2 separate regions of the Anas platyrhynchos genome follow, and region 1 is linked to region 2. The links are chromatin contacts, called in public Hi-C maps. All regions are on one chromosome and are shown on one strand. The core of a region is the stretch at or near the end of the contact, and the rest is flanking DNA. Distances in the headings are between cores, read along the strand shown.

What was found. Hi-C and Micro-C count contacts between places; a contact is called where the count stands out from the background.
Region 1: a contact with region 2 is called in a Hi-C map of liver, with 2.7 times the contacts expected there. The contact joins the promoter of CHST7 here to the enhancer-like site in region 2. A contact is called at or near these places in 2 of 8 Hi-C or Micro-C datasets (liver and subcutaneous adipose tissue).

What each region holds. Positions count from the first base shown.
Region 1 is chr1:137,590,605-137,595,179 of IASCAAS_PekinDuck_T2T, reverse strand. CHST7 (carbohydrate sulfotransferase 7) reads left to right here and starts at 2,540. Exons shown (of 1, transcript XM_027446944.3): 1 at 2,540-4,575. The coding sequence starts at 2,612. The coding sequence ends at 4,039. It overlaps LOC106017632 (a long non-coding RNA gene), which reads right to left and starts at 2,310. Exons shown (of 2, transcript XR_003493079.3): 1 at 1,647-2,310; 2 at 893-1,549.
Region 2 is chr1:137,552,424-137,556,663 of IASCAAS_PekinDuck_T2T, reverse strand. The region is part of intron 12 of SLC9A7 (solute carrier family 9 member A7); the gene reads right to left. Among named protein-coding and RNA genes, the nearest start is that of CHST7, 38 kb to the left of the region's middle. Within about 2 kb of position 2,468, at least 1 of the 8 cell types and tissues checked has an H3K27ac peak or open chromatin away from gene starts, as enhancers often do. A contact at or near this core is called in subcutaneous adipose tissue, where this site is marked.

The sequences.
Region 1 (4,575 bases), core at 1,291-3,790, 38 kb before region 2:
CACACAGGAAGCCCGTGCTGTGTTAGATTGAAAGCAGCCAGTGCTTTCGGTGACAAACTTGGAAACTAGAATGGAAACACTGCTACACTAAATGATGCCGAATGTGCTAAATGTACATACTTTTTTTTTTTTCCTTTATATAATAGTATAAAGCACAGAATTATCACCAAGAAATGGCAGAAGCTAGATGCCAAACAGTCGGGCTGCTTCGCATATGAACAAAGAACCTATCTGCCTGCCTCTCTCCCGCACTGAATTATCATGCTCTTCTTGGAAGGAAATGAAGATCATCAGTCTATTTAGGTCGTGACTTTATGATTCATAGAAAAGCCTAGGTGGGGGACATCGCCCCCCTTATCGCCACTGTTAGTGGCAGATAGGACAGAGTCATATCAAACTGAAAACCAAGACAAGCCATGGCTGATCTCCCTGCTATTTTAGGACCTGCAATCAGCTCCTGAGTGTTCAGATCTGATACTTCTCATGACCCATCACAAGGCTGGAAAGAGGCGATTTCAGGTTTGTGAAAGCGCCCCATCAGCTGCAGCATGAATACCAGCTTTGTTGGGATTTGTGCTCTCTCCCTACTCCAAAAACAAAAAATAAAACCAAACATTTAAAAAAAAAAAAAAAAAAACAACCCCAAAAGAACCAAAGCAACCATTTACAGGCTAATCCCACTTCAGCACAGGAGCCTCACTGCGAAGGCGCAGAACAAAACATTTACTGTGGTTCTTGTTTGGTTTGATAATCTTTCGAGAACTTCCCACGTTTTTCTATCAGTAAAAACAGCCTGTGGTAAAGTGATTTGTGTTTTCTGCCTTTTCCAGAACAGTAGCCATAGAAGTTTGTAGCCCCATTGTCTGAAAAAAAAAAAAAAAAAAAAAAAAAAAAACCAAAAATGCGTATATTTATTTCATTGGTTTCTCGTTTGTCTTACCCTGTGAAATGTCATATAAAGGGAAAACCCCAGTAGCTCACATATAACCACACTCCTCTGTACTTCTCAGGATCCCGTCCCAGTAAGCGTAAGTTGGTAAATCCTCCAAAATTATTATCATGCATGATGTCAACCATGCTGGAGGTACCTCCTCAAACTACTAGATAAGCATCTACTTTGTATAGGTCAAGTTTTTTTGGCAAGCCCATGACCCATTTTTGGCAAGTGTGTTTTTATTCTGTCCGCCTCCTTTGGTTGTGGGAGGGTCGAGATGAAATCCTGGCCTTACCAAAGGTGGAGCTGAAGCTCAGGCTGATTTATCTGACTGTTTAAAATGCCCAAAGCCACAATGACTGTACACAGGGAACTGTATGTTGGGACGGGATTTCCTTTCAGATGCCATCGTTTTTACATTCTCCTGCTCAGGAGTCCAGGAGTCTTGTTTGGCTTCACCTCCTCACTCAGCACGCCATAAACCGCAGGAAGCCAAGTCTTTAACACGTACTTAACAGAGGTCAAAGAAAGTGTTAGCAGGCAGGCTGCTGGCTCACCACCTGGACAGAGCAGGACCGCTCTTTTTCTCTCCTGGCGCTCTGTGTTTCTCTTCTGCTACCAAATAAATCCGAAATAAGGGTATTGGTTATCGTCTACTCACTCAGGCAGAAAAATGCAACAGCAGTTGCAGACTCCGTAGCTATACGCTTACACTATAGGAGCATTTTTAGAAGCTGTATAACTGGGGGGTCATTTCTGCCTGCTGTTTTGTGTGGTATCGTTGGTGAAGGTGATGGCACAGGTGGGTACGCAGCGCACAGACCGCTCTGCAGGCGAAGACAGCACCGGCTGCGGGTGAGGACCATGTCATCCCGGCTGAATTTCTCTCTGAGTGCTGTGCTTAGCTGTTGATTCCTGAGCTGCCTCGAGGTTAGGACGGGCAGCACAGCCAGCAGGACGGGGACATCGCCTCTCTGTCAGGTGCACAGGGGGTCGTGACCCACCGTGTTGGTCCCGTCAGCATCTCCCCAGGACAGGCAGGGGCTGCGCTGGATGTTGAGGCTGTGTGCTCGTATTTAAGCACCTGGGGTCGACCTCCTGTTGGCTGCGCAGCTCAGATGAAGAGATTTATTTAACTTATTCTGGAAAGCCTAAAAAAGCGGATGCTGAAGACGGAGTCGGTGATGTTACTGTTCCCGTTGTCAGCCAGGAGAGCGGCTGTCAGAGGGGGATCAGGTGCTGGGCGTGCGGGCTGCAGGACCCGCCTCACTCGCGGGCTGCCCACCCCCAGCCCCCAAAACCCAAACCCCGGGGGACAGCCCCAGCAGCTCCCCTCCTGCAGCCCGCCCCAAACCCCCCGCAGCCTGCAGACACACCCGCACCTCTCCTCGCCGCCTTCATTCCCCGCAGCGCCGGGAGACGTCGGGACCCGGCCCCGCACCCCCGGAGCCCCCGGCCCTGCGGCGGGGCAGGTGCGGCCGCTTCCGCGGGGAGGAGGAGGAGGAGGAGGAGGAAGAGCAGGAGGAGGAGGAGGAGGAGGAGGAGGCGGCGGTGCCCGTGGGCGTGCTCCCGGCGGGGAGGGCCGCCCGCAGCCCACACCCCCGCCGCTAACTTCGCCGCCTTCCCCTCCCCGCCGAGCCGAGCCGAGCCGGGCCGGGCCGGGGCCGCCCCCCAGCCATGAAGGGCCGGCGGCGGCGGTGGTGCTGGTGCTGGCGGGGGGAGCCGCGGCGCCTGGCCGTGGTGCTGGGGCTCTACACGCTGCTGCTGCTGCTGCTGGTGCCCTACGCGCTGGACTACGGGGCCAGGAGGGCGCGGGGGGACGAGGAGCCGCTGCTGCGGCGCTGCCCCAGCCTGGAGGAGGCGCTGAGCGAGTGGGGCTGGGAGCAGCGCCCGGCGCCCACGGGCGACGAGGAGGACGAGGAGGAGGAGGAGGGCGAGGAGGAAGGCGGCGGAGGGGCGGCGGGGAACGGCACCGGGGCGGCGGCGGGCAAGCGGCACATCTACCTGCACGCCACCTGGCGCACGGGCTCGTCCTTCGTGGGGGAGCTGTTCAACCAGCACCCCGACGTCTTCTACCTCTACGAGCCCATGTGGCACCTGTGGCAGGCTCTGTACCCGGGAGACGCGCTCAGCCTGCAGGGCGCCCTGCGGGACATGCTGCGCTCCCTCTTCCGCTGCGACTTCTCCGTGCTGCGCCTCTACGCCGCCCCGGCCGGGCCCCGCGACCCGCTGGCCCCCGGCTCCCCCAACCTGACCACGGCCGGCATCTTCGGCTGGCGCACCAACAAGGTGATCTGCTCGGCCCCGCTCTGCCCCGCCGCCCCGCGGCCCCGCGCCGAGGTGGGGCTGATCGACGGCGCCGCCTGCGAGCAGCGCTGCCCGCCGCGGGCGCTGCGGGAGCTGGAGGCCGAGTGCCGCAAGTACCCGGTGGTGGTCATCAAGGACGTGCGGCTGCTGGAGCTGGGCGCCCTCCTGCCGCTGCTCAGCGAGCCCGGCCTCAACCTGCGCGTGGTGCAGCTCTTCCGAGACCCCCGCGCCGTCCACAACTCGCGCCTGAAGGCCAAGCAGGCGCTGCTGCGGGAGAGCATCCAGGTGCTGCGCAGCCGACACCGCGCCGAGCCTCGGGGAGCGCCTCGGCCAAGAGGACCCCCTGGCCCGCTGCCCCCCGGGCTGCTGGGCGCGGGTCGGGCACCGCCACCGCAGCACCGAGCCGAGTTCTTCCTTGGCGGAGCGCTGGAGGTGATCTGCCAGGCCTGGCTGCGCGACCTGCTGCTGGCACGACGCGCCCCGTCGGGGCTGCGGCACCGCTACACGCAGCTGCGCTACGAGGACCTGGTGCGGGAGCCCCGCGCCCAGCTGCGGCGCCTGCTGCGCTTCGCCGGGCTGCCCGTGCCCCCCGCCATGGAGGCCTTCGTGGTCAACATGACCCGCGGCGAGGCGTACTCCTCCGAGCGGCCCTTCCTCATCTCCGCCCGCGACGCCCGAGAGGCCGTCCACGCGTGGCGGGAGCGCCTCAGCCGCCAGCAGGTGCGGCAGGTGGAGGCGGCGTGCAGCGAGGCCATGAGCCTGCTGGCCTACCCGCTCAGCCCCGACGACGGGCGGTAGCGGCCCCGGGACCAACGCCAGGACACCCCGTGGCATGGGGGCCTGTCTGAGACAGGGAAACAGTGGCCTCATGGGCCTCCGCCTTGGCGTTGGTGGACATGTTGGCATTGGTGGACATGTTGGCGTTGGTGGACATGTTGGTGTTGGTGGACATGTTGGCATTGACATTGGCGTTGAAGGACACATTGGCATCGGTGAACACGTTGGCATTGGCCTTGGCGTTGGCACACAGAGGGAGGGAGGTTTGAGCGCCCGCTGGGTGCCAAGAGGCCAGGGAGAGCGGCTGCCGAGGTGACGATGGAGGGGACACGTTCTTGAGGTGTTTGGTGAGAGATGCCCTCGGGGCACAGTGCCGGACTCTGAGGCCCCCTAGATGTGAAACTGTGACCCCATGCCAAGAGTGGGGGTTGTGTAAAAAGAAAACAAGAATGCTGTGTTAAACTTTAAAAATCCCCCGGACAACAGCTCTCAGTAAGGAATCAGAGGACTCAAAAGTTATTAACGTAAGAGGATCACCCCTTCCAGAGCATGAAAAC
Region 2 (4,240 bases), core at 1,219-3,718:
TTTAGGGCACCTTCAGGGATTCCTTTACTTGACCTAACCAAGATAATGGCTCCTGAAACTGCCCACAGAGGCTTGTTAGAGCTCAGCAGTTAAACCTGTATCACCCCATTTGCTCTAGATACATCAACCCAGCTCCTGTGGGTCTTTCCCATACTCTCTCTCTGTGTAAGGAATTGCCATGTTTAAGAGCACAAGAACTGACATAAGAAAGCATCTCCCATGCTTACACCCAGACATCCAAAAGAAGAAGCAATCCCTCTCCCACCAAGGAGATACTGGGGACCAGTTCAGCAAGGGTGGAGAACTGAAGGCTGTCCTGCACCTCCATTAAGAGATTCATGACAAGAAATTAGAGGTTGGAGGCAAGAGAAGAGGAGAAACCAAATGTGAGAAGAATACTGGAGAAAACAGTGCAGAAAGATATGGCAAAATAAAAAAGCCCACAATGAGGGGAAAGGCACAGTGCCTGCTGCGTGGGCAAAAGAAAGCAAAAGAAGTCAGGCTTAGAAAATGATAAACCAAATGAAAGATGTAAATTGCAGAAAAAGTGGAAACAGGCAGCAAAAGAGAAGGATATGACCTCTGATCAAACATTCCCCACACCAGCCCTGGATATAACAAGGTTGGATTCTGGCATCAACACTCACTTCTTGTCATTGCAGCGCACGGAGGCACAGTATTTAAGGAATGCACATTTTACCCAGCAACTAATAGCTGGGCCACCCTGGATGATTTAATATAATATAACCTGAGACTGACATCAAGCTGTTTTACTATCACCCCAGAGAGCTGCTATGTGAACTATCTACCTGTATGAGTTTCAGTATTTCCAGATTATTTTTTTTCAGTTTGCTTAATGAGGAAAAAACACTAGATAAAAAGCTAAGAAGATTATAATTGCAAAGTCATATAGAAAGTGATAAAAATTTAAGTTATCATCATTCAGGCAACCTTTAACTTTTCTCCCGAAAGATAACAAAACTATATTAAATCAAAAGATACTATTCTCACGTTTAAGATTTAGAAAGACTGATTAGCATAATTGAAATTACTTTATTAAAATACACAAACACTTGAAGCAGCTTATGATGGAGAACAGGCACTAATTTACCTGCTGCTTCATTCAAAATGGAAAAAAAACAGGTCAAACCCTAATGAAAAGTGGCAAATATTTTTCAGTGCAAATGCTAGAAGCTCCTCTTTTTTTTGTTTTCCTTCCTGTGACAAATAAATGAAACAAGTCAGCTACTTTTCAGAAAAGAGGAACTTTGCCAGTAGTTCTGATTTATAGGGCTAATTTGCTGAAAGCATTAAAGCTTCATGCAGGAAATTGTTTCATCATTTTAGTCTCAAAGGAAGACTTTCATTTGTAAAATTCAAGTAATGCTTTAATTTCTACAAAAAAAAGCAAATCTACTGCTAGAAAAAATTACCATTTATGATTCACATACATGAATGTTTCACAGCCAAGACAGCCAGCAAGTTCAAATATATGACATCATGGCTTTAACACTAATTTCTGGTGTCAACTTTTAAGCTTGCTTAGCATTAAGTGGCAGAAACCATCAGCATCTGAAGATCTCATTCTTTTTGCTTGGATTTTGATGCCACAGTGTCACTTTCCCAACCAGTTCAGCAGTAAACTCAAACTAAGTCTCCACTGCAAACTGTAGGTCCTTTGCTTGGTTGTACCTTTTAATCCTGAGCACTGGACACTGGTCAGAAGACCCAAGCATGCATACAACCATTATGCAATTAATAGGCACTTGCCTTTGCCTCTGAGCCCCAGCAAAGCAATTCGGGGTCCTTGCAAAGGCACTGCCCCACGTACACAGACTATGGATGTAGTAGTACCAAGCCAGGCTGAAAGTCGTGGCTGGAGTCAGCTCTCCGGTACTGTTCTACTTAAATTGTGCAGACTAACCTTAAATAAGATCCCTTCCTGTTTATGCCTTCCTTCGCTCCCCAGTAACTGCTGTAAGCTTCACACGAGAGCTGGACTTGTGAGAGCCCACACAAGCCCTAACGTTTAAATGCAACACACAAATGGCGTTAGTTTCCTATTTCCCTTCAGTCACTTACTCCAGGAAACAACCAGCCTTCTATCTTTTATTCTCCCTTCTGCTAAATGGCGCTATAGAGAAGCAGCACTTATTTCCAGCCTCTTGCGGTGCAATCTAATGGGTAAGTGCCAGGGCTCAGAAAGCATCCAAAAAAAGTGCTGTGTCAGCAGCGTGCACTGCAGCTGCCTGAGGCACTGAGACAGAGGAGCATCTTCATCTCCTCCTGCCGACCTCCTCCACTGCCTGCAAAGGAATGGAGGAAAGCAGCACACTTCCAAAATTCAGCTGGAAACTAATCTGTCCCTGTCTTCTCTCTGTAAGGTCAGACAGGTGTTGATCTCCTGCAGAAAAGGGTTTTGTCTCAGACTCTACTTTACCAGAAATAAGTTCCTAACTCATCAGCTGCACACGGCTGCCACCTCCTGGTACACATTTGAATTCGACCCTAAAAAGTGCAGCCTCACTGACCAACACAGCAGTGCCCATCAGGGCAACTGTGTGCAGACCCAAAGAATTATCTCAAATACTTCTTATGTAGAGTTCCCTCTTCTACATGATATCCTTCTCTTAATGGGACAGCTCATGAACCAGGCCCATGGAATCTCATTATTGAGCCCAACTAGACCTGTTAAAGGAGTAAGTGCAGCTTCTTAGATGCTTCCACAAACTGTTTACTGGGCTAGACTGCATAAAAAAAAAAAATAAAAAACAGCAAGTTACTTCCACTAGTTTCCAGTTGGCCAGGAGCTAGGACACGCCAGAATTCAGTCCTGTCCTACTGCAGATGACTGAAGGAGCCTCGTGGCAGAGGTAGTGGTTGAATTTCACCTCAGCCAACGAAAAGCTGCAGGCAGATCTTGGCAGACTTCTTACCTGCACAGCACATACCAGAACTCATCCCCTGCTCCTTCATACCCCATTCTCCAGAGAGCCTATGTACACTGCTGGTTATACAGACACTCTGGCTGCTTGGCTTGATGAGGTGTGTAAGTACAGTTGTTCCTTATATATCTCTATATCTCTGGAACTTGCATTGAAACACAGTTGTAAAGTACAAAAATTGATTTGTGTGGCACAAGAAAAAAGAAACCAGAATTTTCCAATGTGTGCTGTTACAGCAGTGATTTACCATATTTCAGCTCTAGTACCTCTCTCGGGCTGGAGGCATTTGACATCAGATACACGTGCTATGTTCTTGGCACAGAGTGGTTCAGCTCTGCTCAAGTGTATATCCATATTGACAGGATGTCAGCCAGTCAGTCTGACAACACGGTTTTGATAAGCTCATCCTGTAACTCCAAAATTTGCTGTTGACATTGTTTTATCAGACATTTTAGCTTTATCTACTTCCAATAATAGGAGTCTCAGGCATTTCTGAGCATCCTAGCCATCCTTTTTTTTTTTTTTCCAACCTAGAAAGCACCTGCTACCTATCGCCACAAGAAATTTACTGAAGACTTCCAAAAAACAGCAATACACCTTGAGAATGGTTAATTCTTCCAAAGACTGAAACTGTTTTCTTTATCCTAGCATGATACAATCTTTAGCAAGATACAATCTTTAGCAAGATTGTATCATGCTAGGATAGGAAAAAACAATAGTAGACAAATTCTGATCAGCACAACTAGAATGTGAGACAAAGTATGCTTTCAAGGACCAAACAGCATGCATAATTTACATACGAAAAAATGCACTGGAGTATTTGTACAGCGTGCTTGCATTAATTCCACTCTATTTACCCTCCCTCCCCACAACAGCCAAAGCTTTCACAGAATGAAAAACATACGTAGTCTTTAACAATGAGGGATTCTTGATTCTCTAGGACTTCTGTTGATAAGCAGCCTCAAACATGAATATACTTGCAGCCCTACAGTACTAAGTATTGGCCCAGATTTAAAGCCAAGTGGCTATACTCATGCTGCTCACCATTTTCACAGGTCTCGTCAAAACAGAAGAAACACACTGGAAAGACTAGCAGGTTCCCATTTACCACAGTTGTAAGGTCATCAAAACATTTATCCAAAGAAACTTAAGTGCATTTTTAGCACTAAAGGCTCCATCTAACTCAATAAATAGAATAGGGTCATTACCTAGAGCCAGAAGACAGGGAAATGACTAATAGGACAAGAAGTTGATATGGTACTAGATAGGCTAATTCTTTCTTTTCAGTACAGGGG